4 separate regions of the Zea mays genome follow, and all the other regions are linked to region 1. Evidence: chromatin contacts called from public Hi-C data. All regions are on one chromosome and are shown on one strand. The core of a region is the stretch at or near the end of the contact, and the rest is flanking DNA. Distances in the headings are between cores, read along the strand shown. Region 1 holds the start of LOC100273039 (S15/NS1 RNA-binding protein). Region 2 holds the start of LOC100282331 (zinc finger protein 2). Region 3 holds the start of LOC103634279 (putative methyltransferase At1g22800, mitochondrial). Region 4 holds the start of LOC100303970.

Evidence for each region. Hi-C and Micro-C count contacts between places; a contact is called where the count stands out from the background.
Region 2: a Hi-C map of leaf shows a contact between it and region 1, with 7 times the contacts expected there. The contact joins the promoter of LOC100282331 here to the promoter of LOC100273039 in region 1. A contact is called at or near these places in 2 of 25 Hi-C or Micro-C datasets (leaf and tassel).
Region 3: a Hi-C map of leaf shows a contact between it and region 1, with 5 times the contacts expected there. The contact joins the promoter of LOC103634279 here to the promoter of LOC100273039 in region 1. A contact is called at or near these places in 2 of 25 Hi-C or Micro-C datasets (ear and leaf).
Region 4: a Hi-C map of leaf shows a contact between it and region 1, with 6 times the contacts expected there. The contact joins the promoter of LOC100303970 here to the promoter of LOC100273039 in region 1. A contact is called at or near these places in 2 of 25 Hi-C or Micro-C datasets (leaf and tassel).

What each region holds. Positions count from the first base shown.
Region 1 is chr7:151,597,097-151,600,550 of Zm-B73-REFERENCE-NAM-5.0, reverse strand. It overlaps LOC100273039 (S15/NS1 RNA-binding protein), which reads left to right and starts at 1,512. Exons shown (of 4, transcript NM_001147488.1): 1 at 1,512-2,455; 2 at 2,557-2,668. The coding sequence starts at 1,529.
Region 2 is chr7:151,850,860-151,854,313 of Zm-B73-REFERENCE-NAM-5.0, reverse strand. It overlaps LOC100282331 (zinc finger protein 2), which reads right to left and starts at 1,671. Exons shown (of 1, transcript NM_001155243.2): 1 at 768-1,671. The coding sequence starts at 1,532. The coding sequence ends at 999.
Region 3 is chr7:151,792,667-151,796,120 of Zm-B73-REFERENCE-NAM-5.0, reverse strand. It overlaps LOC103634279 (putative methyltransferase At1g22800, mitochondrial), which reads left to right and starts at 1,894. Exons shown (of 12, transcript XM_035961250.1): 1 at 1,894-2,010. The coding sequence starts at 1,894. It overlaps LOC103633122 (mediator of RNA polymerase II transcription subunit 8), which reads left to right. Exons shown (of 12, transcript XM_008654800.4): 10 at 90-134; 11 at 742-799; 12 at 1,267-1,859. The coding sequence ends at 1,439.
Region 4 is chr7:151,450,124-151,453,577 of Zm-B73-REFERENCE-NAM-5.0, reverse strand. It overlaps LOC100303970, which reads right to left and starts at 1,585. Exons shown (of 2, transcript XM_008654797.3): 1 at 1,179-1,585. The coding sequence starts at 1,352.

The DNA.
Region 1 (3,454 bases), core at 263-2,762:
CCTATCATCCATATTATAAGCGAACATGCTCTTACATAATCTATAATTGATAGTTGCCCAACCAAATATATTTCAGCTTTCCCAAAATCGTTAGCTCATAACAACTTTCTCACAACTCACATCTAGAATCAAATTTTCAAAAATTTACAACTGAACCAAATTGACCCTATTTGTTGTTGCCACCAAGCTAATAGGGCCAACTCACAAACCACAACCATGGCCCATGGATGGGCCTTACCGTTGCTGCTGCAAGTGACGATACGACATTACTTGCTTACCACCATATGACGTGGAGGTAAGGCTACCCTAATCGAATATGAGGATCAGAGGAGATTGAGTGGGATTAAATCGCTTTCTATTCAATTTTGACTATAAAAAGATTTAATCCCCTCCACCCCTTGAATCCTTCCTCAACCGAATAGCCCTAAAGGGTGTTGTACTCTTTGGGATAATTTGGGAGTCTAAAAACCGGAGGGGGTTAGAGGAGCTAAAATCACCTTCTTATTCAAAATTGAATAAGGAAGGGATTTTAGCCCCTCCAGTACCCTCCGGTTTTGTGGCTCCGAAACTAGCCGTAGATGGAGGAGGTTCCCTCCTCTATCCTGTTCCCCTCTAGTAGCGTCCTTTAAAGCATTCTCTAAATATAGAGATCATTCCTTCGTCTTCTATATATAGAGATTCTCTCTTGTACTTTATCAATTTAATACTTTAAACAACAGATTAAGCAAAACTAGAATATGTATTAAACATTCAAAGATATGGCAAATACATATGTATAAAAATTTAAAATAAAATATGCCTCTAATATAGGTATTTATGTATAGAGAACAATATTTAGAGGACCCTACTGGAGTGAAATGATATATAGAGAAGGGAACTTTTATAGGAAGTTGTAAGAATATAGAGAACACTGTTGGAGACAGTGGGTCCAGCGCCATCCCAACCAGTGGTAGTACTATTCACATGGCTAGTTATGAGTTAGACTAAGATCCTGTTTGGAACAACTTATTTCATAACTTATTTATAGATTTAAGCATAAGTTGTACCAAATAGTAGGCTTCTGCAACAACTTATCACTTCAGTTGCTTCTCAAAATAAACAGAAGATGATTTCTAACAAGCAGTAAATATACCAAACAGGGCCTTAAAATTAGATTAAATTAGTTGTGGTTAGTTAGTTGACTAACAACAAGTTAAATACCTATATAAAGTATATTAGCTCTTTTGTTTCGATGTATGAGATAGTTTTGGGATAATTTTTAACTACCAAGCAAATAACCATTGGATAATGTTATATTTGAAAAAAAAGAAATATAGAAAAGGACTGAGAGATGGGGCACAAGGCTTTCAGCCCAAGCTTCGGCCCAGTTTGCCAGCCGACTACCTGACGGCCCAGCAGCATATGTAGGACCAACTTTCGCAAACAGGCCGCGACACATCGCTCCCGCCTCCACTCATCGGCACTTTCGTCTTTACCGGAACCCTATAGGCGGAGCAGAAGTGAGCCTCCACCTCCACCCGCCGCCGCCATGGCTCTCCGTCGTGTCACCCCGCAGAGGAGACCCGTTCTCCCCCTCCCCCGTGCCTTCTTCTCCTCGTGCCCCCCGTTCACTCCGCCCCCGTCCCCGGCGAACGACCCCGACGACGACCATTCCCCGTCCTCCTCTCCGCCCCCCAACCCCGGCGCGCCGCGGAATCCGTCATCCTCGCTTTTCCAGGACATCAAGGATCGCCTCCGCTTGTCTCCCACGTCGTCCCCTCCGCGCCGGAATCCATCGAACTTGCTCCGTCCCAACCCCGCGCGTGGTCCTCCTTCGAAACCGTCCCTTGAAGAGGTTCGCCGGATGCTCGATGACTTCCGCCCAACCGTCGGCGCGCCCTCCCCCTCCGCACCCGGAGTCGCCCCCTCCTTTTTGGACATAATCAAGAGGAGCAGCGTCGCCCAGGGTGCCAACGCTGGGCAGGGGGTGACCGGCTTCGATTCCGTCCGAGAGAGTCTCAAGCGCTCCCCGCTGCGGACACCGCATCCTCCGTCGACGCCGTTTCTGACTCTTTCGCAGAGCAACATCTTCAGCCCGGAGTTACAGAGGAAGTTTAAGGCTGTAGATGCGCGGAAGGATGGGAAGGAATCTAACGTGGCGCTTTCGAGGCTCTACAGCTACGAAGAGCTTGGGAAGAAGCTAGGCGAGCTCCGGCCAGCGGTTGGGGCCAAAGACGGTAAGGAGTGGTTCTCTCTTAAGGAGCTGCAGGGGCGGATCGCCAAGCTGGCGGAGTTGGAGAAGCAGGAAAACCAGTTGTCAGGGTCTCTCTGGGAAATCAAGAATTGCATTGGGAACCTGAATCATAAACCAGAAAACGCCACTCAGCGGGTAAACATTCATGCACTGCTGAACCTTCGCGGTCAGCCGACGCCAGACTACATGAGTCAGCCTCCGCAGGAGGAGTTGTTAGAGAAGGTGAGTTTGTCCTTTTATTTCCCTGGTCATTTAAGTATTCCGTAGGGTATTTACATCTTAGGATGTGATTTACTACTGCTGATCCAAGTTGTTATCTTCAGTACTTCCATCCAGATCATATGTCATCCGAAGAGACGATGAAATTGGAGCTCCAAAGGGTGAGGGATGAGTTCAAGATGTCCGAGAATGACTGTGGGTCTGCACGAGTTCAAAGTAAACACTTTATTCTGTTCTTGAGTTCGAAGTAAACACTTTACCCTCCGCTTCAAAGTAAACACGAGTTCAAGCATGTGTTTTACTTGTGAAAGATGTAGTCACATTTATGCAGAAATTAGGATAGCGATCAAGCAGGTGTTCTGATTGTCGAAGTCACAAATGACAGTTGCTGGTCCAATAGGAACCTGAGGCTGTAGCGGTCAGTGCAGATGAGGAAGCAGGGAACCTAAAGGTACGACCACCAATGTCGCACGGCCTGAACCAGGCCGATGAGTTGACGCTCATATGCCATTAGCTTATGGTGATGGGCGGCGAAGGGCCGACTGAAGAAGGCCAAGGGACTGCCCCCTTGTTGGAGAACAACATCGAAACCCGCAACTAAAGTGTCACAGTCGATGATAAACTATAGGTCGAACCGTCGAAGTCTGGCATTTGTAGGACCAACCTTGTGGAGAGAGGGCGCGTTTCAGTGTCGTGTGCCTCTGTAACCTCAGGTGTCTAGGCGAAGGCATCCTTGCACAACAACTGTGTCATGGGCACAACGATCGTGCGTAGTCCCAGATGAACTTGCAGTAGTAGTCGGCTAGTCCCAGGAAGCCACACACACCCGAGGCGAGCAGGGCTCTGGCCATGACAAGACAACATCCACCTTGACGGTGTCCATGGTGACACTGTTGGCAGAGATAACATGGCCGAGGTAGGCGATTGACGGCTCCCCGGAGGAGCATTTTGACCGCTTCAAGTGGATGTCGTGTGCGCGGAGGGCCTCAAGGATGAGTCGAA
Region 2 (3,454 bases), core at 422-2,921, 250 kb before region 1:
ATATGGCGTGCGTACCCTCCAGCTAGCGTTTCAGAGCAGCTACTGGAAAACAATTTGGTGCAGCCGGCTGTAAACCAGAATTTTTGTAGCCCCTCACAAAAAAGGAGGATTGACCCCACATGCAGGTCCACCAGATAACGTTTTAGTTGTGTTATTGCTGCTGCGAGTGAGTCAATTCTTTTTTTTTTGTAAGGGGCTGCAAACATTCTGGTTTATAGTCGGCTGCACCAAATTTTTTTTCCAGCTACTGATCCGATGGATCGACCGGATCCTGCAAGCAAGAGCGAGCCCCGGCCATCAGTGCGTTTTTCCATTCAGAGTTGGGGAGACTACTCTTGCAGTCAGGCAAAGCAAGTTCTTCCAAGAAGAAAGGGCTAGCTAACCACAACTTTGCCAAAGACACAAGCAAAGGCATGGAACACAGCACCTGTGAACAGAACAGGACAGACGGCCGGTGAAACTCTTCAGTTGCTTGGTGGTGGGCCTTTTGTTCGTATACGTGTTGAGATACAAATTTAGCTACCTCAAAAAATGAACATGGACGTTCAAATAGAGCAGATTGCACTGGATAGCATGAGTAGATAGAGAGATACAGAGCATAATACATATGCTAGATTCGTCAATATACTTGTACTATATGTACATTGTTTTTGAGCATGCTGTCCATGCATGATATATATATAGATGTAGATAGATAAATGATAGTACAATCGAGACCGTATATATGGAATGGCTTAGGCGCTTCGCTATATATAGATTCAAGATTAGTTATTGCATGAATTATATATAGAGGCCAGCTATATATACACATACGTATTCTAGTCAGAGCTCAAAGCACCAGCTGCTGATCCAAGAGAAGGCTACCCGCTAGCTAGCAAATTCTAACACGACTTGCGCCGGATCGGCCTGAGAATGAGATGAATTGGACGGACGTACGCGCGCCAGATATATGCTGCATGCACCAACTAATCAACAAGCTAAGCATGCAAAGCATCTGCTCAGAGCTTGAGCGACAAGTCGATCTCCTCCCCGCTCTGGCCATGGCCGTGGCCGAGGCCGAGGCGGCCGCAGCCACCATCAGCGGCGGCCGCAGTGTCTGCACCCCAGCCCATCGCGAAGCCCGGTGGCGCCGCCTGCTGCGCCATGGCGTCCTCCTCCCTCGCGAGCCTCGTGGCGCCGTAGTACGCGGTCGGCACGAGCCCGCTCCTTCTGTTGCTTTCCGGCGCGGCAGCATGGAAGGCTACGGCCGGGGCCGGTGGTGGCGGGGACGACGGTGGAGGCGCGGCGAGGATGTCCCGGCTGCGCTTGGCGAGGGTGCGCTCGAGCTTGTGCGCGTTCTGGTGTCCGCCCAGCGCCTGCGAGCTGCAGAACTTGCGGTGGCAGTAGTTGCAGGCGAAGGCCTCCCCCGGGCGGTGGTCGGCAGCGAAGGGCGGCGCGGGCACGGGCACCGCGGCGGAGCGATGGAGCGGAGATGGGTCCAGGCGCAGGTCGAGGCTGACGCCATGAGCGTGTGACGTCGGCGCGTTCTCCATCGATCGAAGGGGGAAAAAATCGAACCTTTTTTTGTTGTTGTTTCACGAGTGCGAGAAGAAGTGACGAGGCCACGAGGGAGGAGAGAGCGTGTGTTTGCAGGGTAGGGTAGAAGCCAAGCCAAGGCCCAAGAGGGCGACTGGGCGAGAATGCAGTGGCTTGGGCGGGGTATATAAAGAGGGTGCCGCCGTGCCGGAACTGGATGGCCAGTACGCTGCCCGGAAGCAGGGCCGTCCCTGTGGGGGTGCCAAGGGTGCGGCCGCACCGGGCCCCCAAAAATAGAGGGCCCCGTAGCCACTGTACGGTAGTATTTTTTCCTATTAAACTTATCTATTATAGACACAAATACGTAAAGTGTGATGCGTTATCGAGCTATCAACTAGTCTCGTTTATATTCTTAAACTGTCTCAATTACTTATCCAATACCCATCCGTTTCAAAATAGTATTTGTTTTAGTTCTTAATTTTTATGTTTATATTGATGATGATAAATCCACTAAAGAAGCAAAACAAATTCTATTTTGATATAGGGAGAGTATTATAAACTATACATATGATGGTTGCTTTGGCAGAGAGAAGCTTTTTAAAATTGAAATATTTTTGTGAACTATTTTTGATCAACAATAACTCAAGAGATGTTAAATGGCTTGGTGATTCTATATATCGAAAAAAGTTGTTGGATGAGATTGATCTCAATGATAGAAGAGATGACTTTGTATCACAAAATGTTAAAAGATATTTTTAATAATATGAGATAACAAGTGTTTTTGCTATATTTTACATTTGTTATCTTGTAAACTTTAAAATAGTGCATAATAATTTTTATATATTAAATATTTGATAATATATATAATTATATATATATGTGGATGGGCCTCGATATCGGATTTCGCACCGGGCCCCTGAAAAGTCAGGAACGGCCCTGCCCGGAAGCCCGGGATATGCGCGTCTTCTGCGACTATTTTTTTTTCTATACTAGAAAAATTGGAGGAGAATATGTAACTCTCAGATGTTGTCTCATAAATATATAAGGTTATATATAGCACAAAATGGTCATGCACCTTTGATTCTGGTGGGTTTGGAGATGTCTCTCCTAATCTAGATAATGATGTTATCTCTATCTTCTAATCTCGCCAGTGTTGTTATCTATTATATAAATCATTTTCATGTGCATCTCTATATATATACAAGAATAAAATTCAAGAGAGCCTCGTTTTGCGCCACTTCAACGTATATCAAACAAAGAAAAAATTTTAATTACCCATCACACAACCTTCTTCCTCAATCCTCATCTTCCTCCTTTCATGTGGGACGCCACTCTTTCCATCACCATGGCACCGATCCTCACACACCAATTCGTCATGATTTGACTGGTTGAATTCAATTTTTTCTCCTATAGCGTGCTTAGCTTCGTATCTGTGGTGGAGTATTGTGTCTCTAATGTAACAGGCTAAGGCCCAGCCCATATACTCTTGATATATAAACCTAACCAAATTGGAGTTAGGTTTTCCTCCAAACCTCCCTAACATGGTATCATCCATGGTTCCTCCATCCCTACCTCTCCCTTAAGTGGTGTCGGCTCCGTGCTCGTTGCCGGCCACACCCCCTTCTCCTCCCCCTCCACGGCACGTGGGCCTTGGTGGCTACAACCGTCTATCCTCCTCCCACACTGGTTGTCGCTCCTCTCGTGGTAGCGCCCCTCCTCCCCTCGTATGTGCTCGCTTGAGCCACAGAGGCAAGTTTGACCTACCTCATGTCTAGCTCCTCCATAGCGCCTCGGCCTCGCGGCTGCCCCCCTCCAGCTTGTGCACTCAACTAGAGATGGCAATGGGTACCCGAAACCCGATGGGTTTTTACCCTATTAGGGTACGGGTTTAGGTCAATTTTCATACCCATGGGTTTGTTAATAGGCATAAATCTATACC
Region 3 (3,454 bases), core at 645-3,144, 200 kb before region 1:
TTGTTTTTTCAATCATTAGCCTCTAGAGATTGTTTTTGTACTTGTTCCCACGATTGGCTAATCTTGCCTGGTTCGATTTTGCATTTTAGATGGCAAATATGCATGGATCACAGTCGCTTATGCCACAAATGCAGGTCAGTTACTTTTTTTTTGTCTTTCTATATCCAGGTTCTGCCAGAAATAATTCTCTGCGTGCATATGGTATAATTGATCACAACTACTGGGCAATGACAGTCTGTATTCCCTTTTGCCCTTGTAGATCGTCAAGAAAGGTTGACTTTGTTACTGTATTGCACATGAGAGTTTGATGTAGGGTGGTCTGATTAATATAGGGCTATTATTATTTTAGTTGCATTATTCATATTATCAACTGCAATGTTGGCTCGTCCCAAACAATTTCAGCACATTTATGGTAAAAAAAAAAACAATTTCAGCACATGCATCACTAATTGATGGACTAGGGTAGTTTCATTTTGGCTGTTGGCTTCTCTTGCAACTTTATGGTAGTCTGATTAATAAGGTTACAGTTTTAGGTTATCTTCCTTTAACAAGTTTATTCTCTTATACTAACGACATCTTGTCCACTATAGACATGATTTCCTGATTACTGAAGGGGCAGTATATAATATAAAGATTGCAGAATTTGTTGCTTTTGTATTTGCTCTGTCCTGTTTCCGGACTGTTTCATTCTTCGCACATAACTTCTTGTATTTAATGTGTTGTTTTATTATTATTTCTCAGTATGGTATGGCTGGTGGGCATCCACATAGGAGCCATCCCCAAATGCTGACTGACCAAAGTATGTATCCCTTTCCCTTTTTAAGACTTTTCAAGTTAGCACTATCAAATGGATAAAAAAAAATGTTATGTGCCATGGATTTGAGACATCATATTTGTCTATCAATTGTTTTGGTGGCTTTACTGGCTTATTTGGTAGAAACCTGCTCCTCAATATTAGAAATATGTGTACGCATTGCAGAGGCAAACCCTTTTGAGTCGCATAAATCTAGATACCTGATCCGATCACAATTCAAAAGGACAAAATATATTGGAATTTACCATAATGCGGAAGTAGGATGTCATTACAAAAAAACACAAGAATTCAGTAACTAGGGAAAGTTAAGAGCACTTTCCACTATGGACAAAATATCAGTGCTGGATGAAAAGTGTCCTTTGATTTTAAATCATCATTGGTCTATTTTACTTTGTGCCAAAAAATGATCGTATCAAGTTTGTATTACTGAACTCTGCTGTTTTCTGCCGCAGTGTTCGGTATGGGAGCCACAAATAGCAGCATGATGGGAATGCAGCAGCAGCAGCAAGGGCTATACGGGAACATGCAGGCAGGTGCACAGAACGTGCCACAGGGTATGGCGGGCCTTCAGAACCAGACCCAGAATCCCAACTTCACTCAGCAGAGGCAACAAAACCAACAATGATTTAACACTAACGTTCACGGAGGTTGAAAGATGAGCAATATATCCGTCGTTTTGCTGCTTGTCTGTTGGTCTTTACTCAGCTTATCTGTGAGACTGATAGTAGCCCCAGGTTAGCCTTCGTTTTGCTGTAAATCATTAGCGAGATGCAGGTCAATTATAATTATATACGTTGTAACTGTGTTTCGGATATGTCTAATATGTTTTGTTGGAATCGTGTTACGCGCGTTCCTTTTATTTATAATTAAGCCTCGCAGCAAGGCCGGCAATCGAATTGCATACGGCTAGACGGGTGGGTAGTTCACCAGGATGAAAATCGGTCATCAGGTGGACCCTAGAATTATTTGAGGAACTCACAGATGTACTGTAATATGTATTCCCTGTTGTCTTTCTGGATAAATATCCCAAGATGTTATTACGTCTTTCATGCTTGCAATCATGAGGCCCCATTGCTTGCATGCAACTCGAAAACGCCGATGATAAAGCTAAGAGCAAGATCACCGCCTGCATCAGTCTCTTATCGTACAGGGCAACCGTGAACGGCGATACCAAGGTGCCGTCTCCACACCTCGCTGTACGTCGTCGATGCTGTACACTGTAAATTCGTGAGGTGGGTGAGGAGGATTGGCGCCGCTCCTCTCACCGGCAGCCGGCGGGCGGCTGCTTGTGGCGGTTGAAGAGGGTGGCGAGTGCATATATGATATATCGCCAGGGCATCAGGCATCAGCAACAAGGTAGGCGAGCCATACGCACAACTGGAGACACCTGCAGGGTGCACAAATAATTCTTTTGTAAATTGAGTAATATTTATTATATACCACAATAAAATTTATGAGTTTTTTTTTTAAATAGTGCACCATCTTTATTGTTGCGCATCAGCGAGCGAGCAGTTGAAGGGAGACGAGCTGCGAGAAGAGGCTAGCCAGGACACAAGGATGCGGAGCTGCCACTCTTCCCACCGTTGCACAGCACCCGAGAGATCCACGGACACACTATGAGACTGTTTGGTTGGCTACCTAACTCGCCACATTTTACTTAACTTTTCTATCCAAGGTTAGTTTTTCAATTCGAACGACTAACTTTAAGTAAAGTGTGGCGTAGTTAGCCACGAACCAAAAATGCTCTATATTTGCCAGACTCGCAGGCGTTTAATACCAGATTTATTTTAGTTTATTTAACTCATACTCCATGCATGTAGCGGTCATATATATGTATATCAATTAAGTTCATAATTGTTTATAAGAAATACTTGTCAAGCTTGTGAAGTGTATTAAAAACAATCTAGTTCAAGCGCGTGCGACACACGGATAATTTCCAAAGTGCATGGCCTTGTATCCCGCCAATCGACAAGATCTTCAAAACTGCACGCAGAAGGACAATGAAAGAAGGTATCGTATCACTACTATAAGCACTTTGTTGAAATTCGCTCTAGCGAATGGATTTCATTAGAGGCAAGAATACTCACCCTATAACACATAATATACAATATAATTTAAAGGTAGGGCAATACACAACACATGATGTAGGATATTACACTATCACAATCGCAATCAGGCTCTTTGCCGAGCGCCAAATGATTTACCGAGCGTTTTTTTTCGAACACTCGATAAAAAATTCTTTACCGAGTGCAAAACAAAAAATACTCGGCAAATGTTTCTTTGCCGAGTGTTTTTTTTAACACTAGACAAAGACAATTTAAAAATCTCATTTTGAAGTAGTAAATTAATTCAAATAAAAAGTTTTCAACTACAAATTTTTATAACTCATCAAGATGTATAATTATATTTTGGTTATTTCTTTATATGATAAAATAAAAGTAAATTTGTTAATAAAAACTATATCTCTCTCTAGTTTATAAAACTAAAAAAGAGATGCATAAGATTTGTGAATAATGTTAGAACCAACATATGGAATGAATAAATGATCAAGAAACCAAAATAAACTTTGTAGATCTTGAGAAGTTATAGAATTTTGTAGTTGACAATTTTTTGATTTGAAATCATCTTGTTAACAAAAAC
Region 4 (3,454 bases), core at 336-2,835, 150 kb after region 1:
GCGGCTCCGTCCGGTTGATTTTTTGGAGTGGAATGGTTCCGGATCTGAGGAGAATATTCCCTAATTGGAGCCATTCCGTTCTAGTTACTTTGTAACCAAACAGCAACAAAAATAGGACAGAATGGCTCCGTTCTACTTGGCTCTTCAACCAAACACTACCTAAGTGGGCAGCAGGATGGCACCCAGTAGAGACAAGTTAGGGAGGGTCTGCCTTGAACTTAGACAAATTACAAGAAACAGTACAAGATGGTTAGCCCTTATATTCTACATATCGCTTACATTCTGATTGTTCATTATGTAGCTCACTGGCACCAGGAAGACCTACATGCTTTCCCTGAGAAATGAATTTGCAGCATCTCAGTCCCCTATCTCCTCCATCATCCCATATATTCATTAGCTATCTAGAGAACATGCATCATGGCTATCAGAGAATTTCAGTGGAGTTACTTATAGACACTATTTGATCCGTTAGAACACCTGTCATGCATACCTGGCTAATATATGCATGTCAGCAAGTTGTCCAAATGGAAACAAGCACACTCATCACAATTTAGCCACAGATAGTTTCAGTACAGACAGAAAATATCAGAAGTTCAAAAGAAACCATTGTAGCCAGCCACTTCAATGAAGTAGCATCATATTCTGAAAGTGCATTTAGGGATGCAAGCAGGTACCCAATGGTGCTTTGGGGTTCAGGTAATTAATTATTAATTACGTGGTATGACATTTTAGTTCATTTCACCCCCCTAAAAAAATTAGGTGGCAGGCCGTTTTAGTTCATTCTAGCAAGTTTTGGGTCAACCCAATCCCAATGACCGAAAATAAGTGGAACTTGCATCCTCTGCATTAAATAGCAATACTAGATCAAGGATTCAAGGGGCACTTCCAACAGGATCACAAGAAATGGCACTCACGGGTTTGGAATTTACAGCAACAGTACCCTATTAACGAGCTGTCCTTCACATCCGCGTTCGAACTATGTGTTATACAGAATGGATAGGCTATTCCTAGTTCCAAAGACAAGAAGTCTCACTACCAAGAACTCCATAAATATTGAGACGTTCGCCGCAGATCTAATATCTAGGGTAGAGCAAGCATCAGCTCAAATCCTCAAAACCATGTACGACAACGAGAAGTCGCAGGGTCAGAGTCTGGGTGATGGGGATACACATGCATACCTCGAGCTCTGCGGACTTCATAGCGATGGGGATGCAGATGAGGAAGACGCCGAACATGGCGATGGCGGTGTTACGGCGCCAGTGGACGGGGCGGCAGTACGGGCCGCCCGTCATGCTCCATACCTTCTGGCGGAAGTCGCCGCCGGCGTGCCCACCGCCATGGTCACCGCCCATCGCCGCCGCAGCCTTCGATTCGATCAGATCGGGGGTGAGGTTCGATGCGGGGGGTGAAAGCAGAGCAGTGATTCGTGCGAACGGGCCTATCGCGATGGGGAATTGGCTGTGCAGTGGACGGGGTGTTTGCACAAGAGACCCTGCTGATTGCACTAATTATATTCCAACACTAGATTTTGCGAAATTTTGAGGTTCTGCTAAGGGTATGTACAGTGGAGAGACATCAAAACGGTTCTCCAAGTACAAGAGACAACTAAGAGACTCTATTATACAATGAAGTGTCTATAAATGTAGTCTGTTAATAAATACAGAATTAAATGCATTTGTACAACATCAGATCGATAGAACAGACGACAAATTCGTACAGTGGAAAGTGAGGCGTCTGTTGCTACTTGGTTTACGAGCCATAGGCGTCTCTTCACGGAGAGACGGCTCTAAGATTTTTTTGCAAATACCCCCTTAAAACACCTTAAGAGCCTCCACATTAAACACCATTGTACATGCCCTAAGTAACCACGTAGGGCGTAATTGGTTGCCCGCACCGTTTTTTTAATTTAGCCTTTTTTTAGTTTTATTTTCATAAATACGTCTTTTTCAGTTTTATTTTTAAAAATAGACTCCTAGCTCAGCGTCATCACTATTGGCGCCGAGCTAGAACGTGTCGGTGCCAATTAAATTGAAGCTACCTGTTACTGATGTGGCGATAGGTCGGCGTCATGGATCTTGGCGTCGATGTCTCATATACCAGGGTCCACTCCATTCAACGTCGACGCCTGCCCCATCCAGCCCAGCCCATGCTCGCCACCCGCACGCCGCCCGTCCGCCCTCCCGCGCGCCGCCCGCCCAGCCCCGCGCGCCTCCTGATCGGCCGCCACCACCCTGCGCCGGCCGCCACCCCAAGTCGGTCGCCCACCGCCCCCGCGTCGCCCGCCCGCCACCACCTGCCAGCCCCAAGCCGCCCGCCCACGCCCGCCGTTCGCCGCCCACGCCCGCCGCCCACAGCCGCCGCTCGCCTCCCGGTCTCCGGTCGGCCACGGTCTCCACCGCCCGGTAACCCGCTCTCCATGTACTTATTGATTTGTAGTTATTATTGGTAAATCGTTAATAGTGGGTAAATCGTATGGGGATAAGTGTCATGATCCTCAGACTTGTCAATCTTGCAAGGATCACCACAAAAACACATAGACACAGAAACACTAGTTGGCAAAGGAAGCGGGTCGAAGGCAGTTCCGATCAATGGACCCTTCCTAAATTTTAATAAGTTATTCACAAATATTAGTTATTACTATTGGGGCGAAGGCGAACACGCTACCCTTCGCTCTACGACTTCGTCCCCGTCTTGCACAGACGAAGGCTGAATCCACAGAACCCGCCAAGGCAGGCCGAGGGTGCCAATCGGACGGAGGCCTGTTCGACCCCCTTCGCCCACACGAGACGAGATGAAGGCCTAGCCGAAGTCTACGGACCTCCTGTTCCCTCACCACCAGGGGAGGCCCATGTGCGATTCGGCCCATAGAGATGGCCCCCGCGTGGATAGGAGTAATAAGGGTCGTGTATGTAATAAAGTTTATCGTAATGACTGTCTATAACCTCCCTTAGTGGGAATATTTCGGGGATAAGCCGGGTACTCGAGGGTCTAAATGTCTTTGACAGGGACAGGCAGCCCCTCGAGTACCTATAAATATCCCCGTACAGTGCCTAGGCCTGGAGAGATTAACGAAGCTTTTGGCATTCCATGCTAAACTTTGCAAATACTCTTTTCACTTTCCCGTTGGATCAACTTGCCCTGGTGAGCAGGTTCCAACAATTACATTTAATGCAACGCTTACCTTTGTTTAGCAGATTTACCACGCCTAGACATCCTACAAATCGATAATATGACGATAAAAAATGATTCTAAAAATGATTCCCAAACAGTAACTCTAACCCTATTAATCAGACATAGCAAAAGACCATAAAATGGAAATTACCTTGATACACAGGAACAATAGATCCAAGTCGCTAGGTTGATATTGGTCGTTTTGTAGAAGAGAAACTGACAGCCGAAGTGGGATAATTATAGACACAGAGGTCAGCACCGAGATCCATGGCGCCGACCTCGG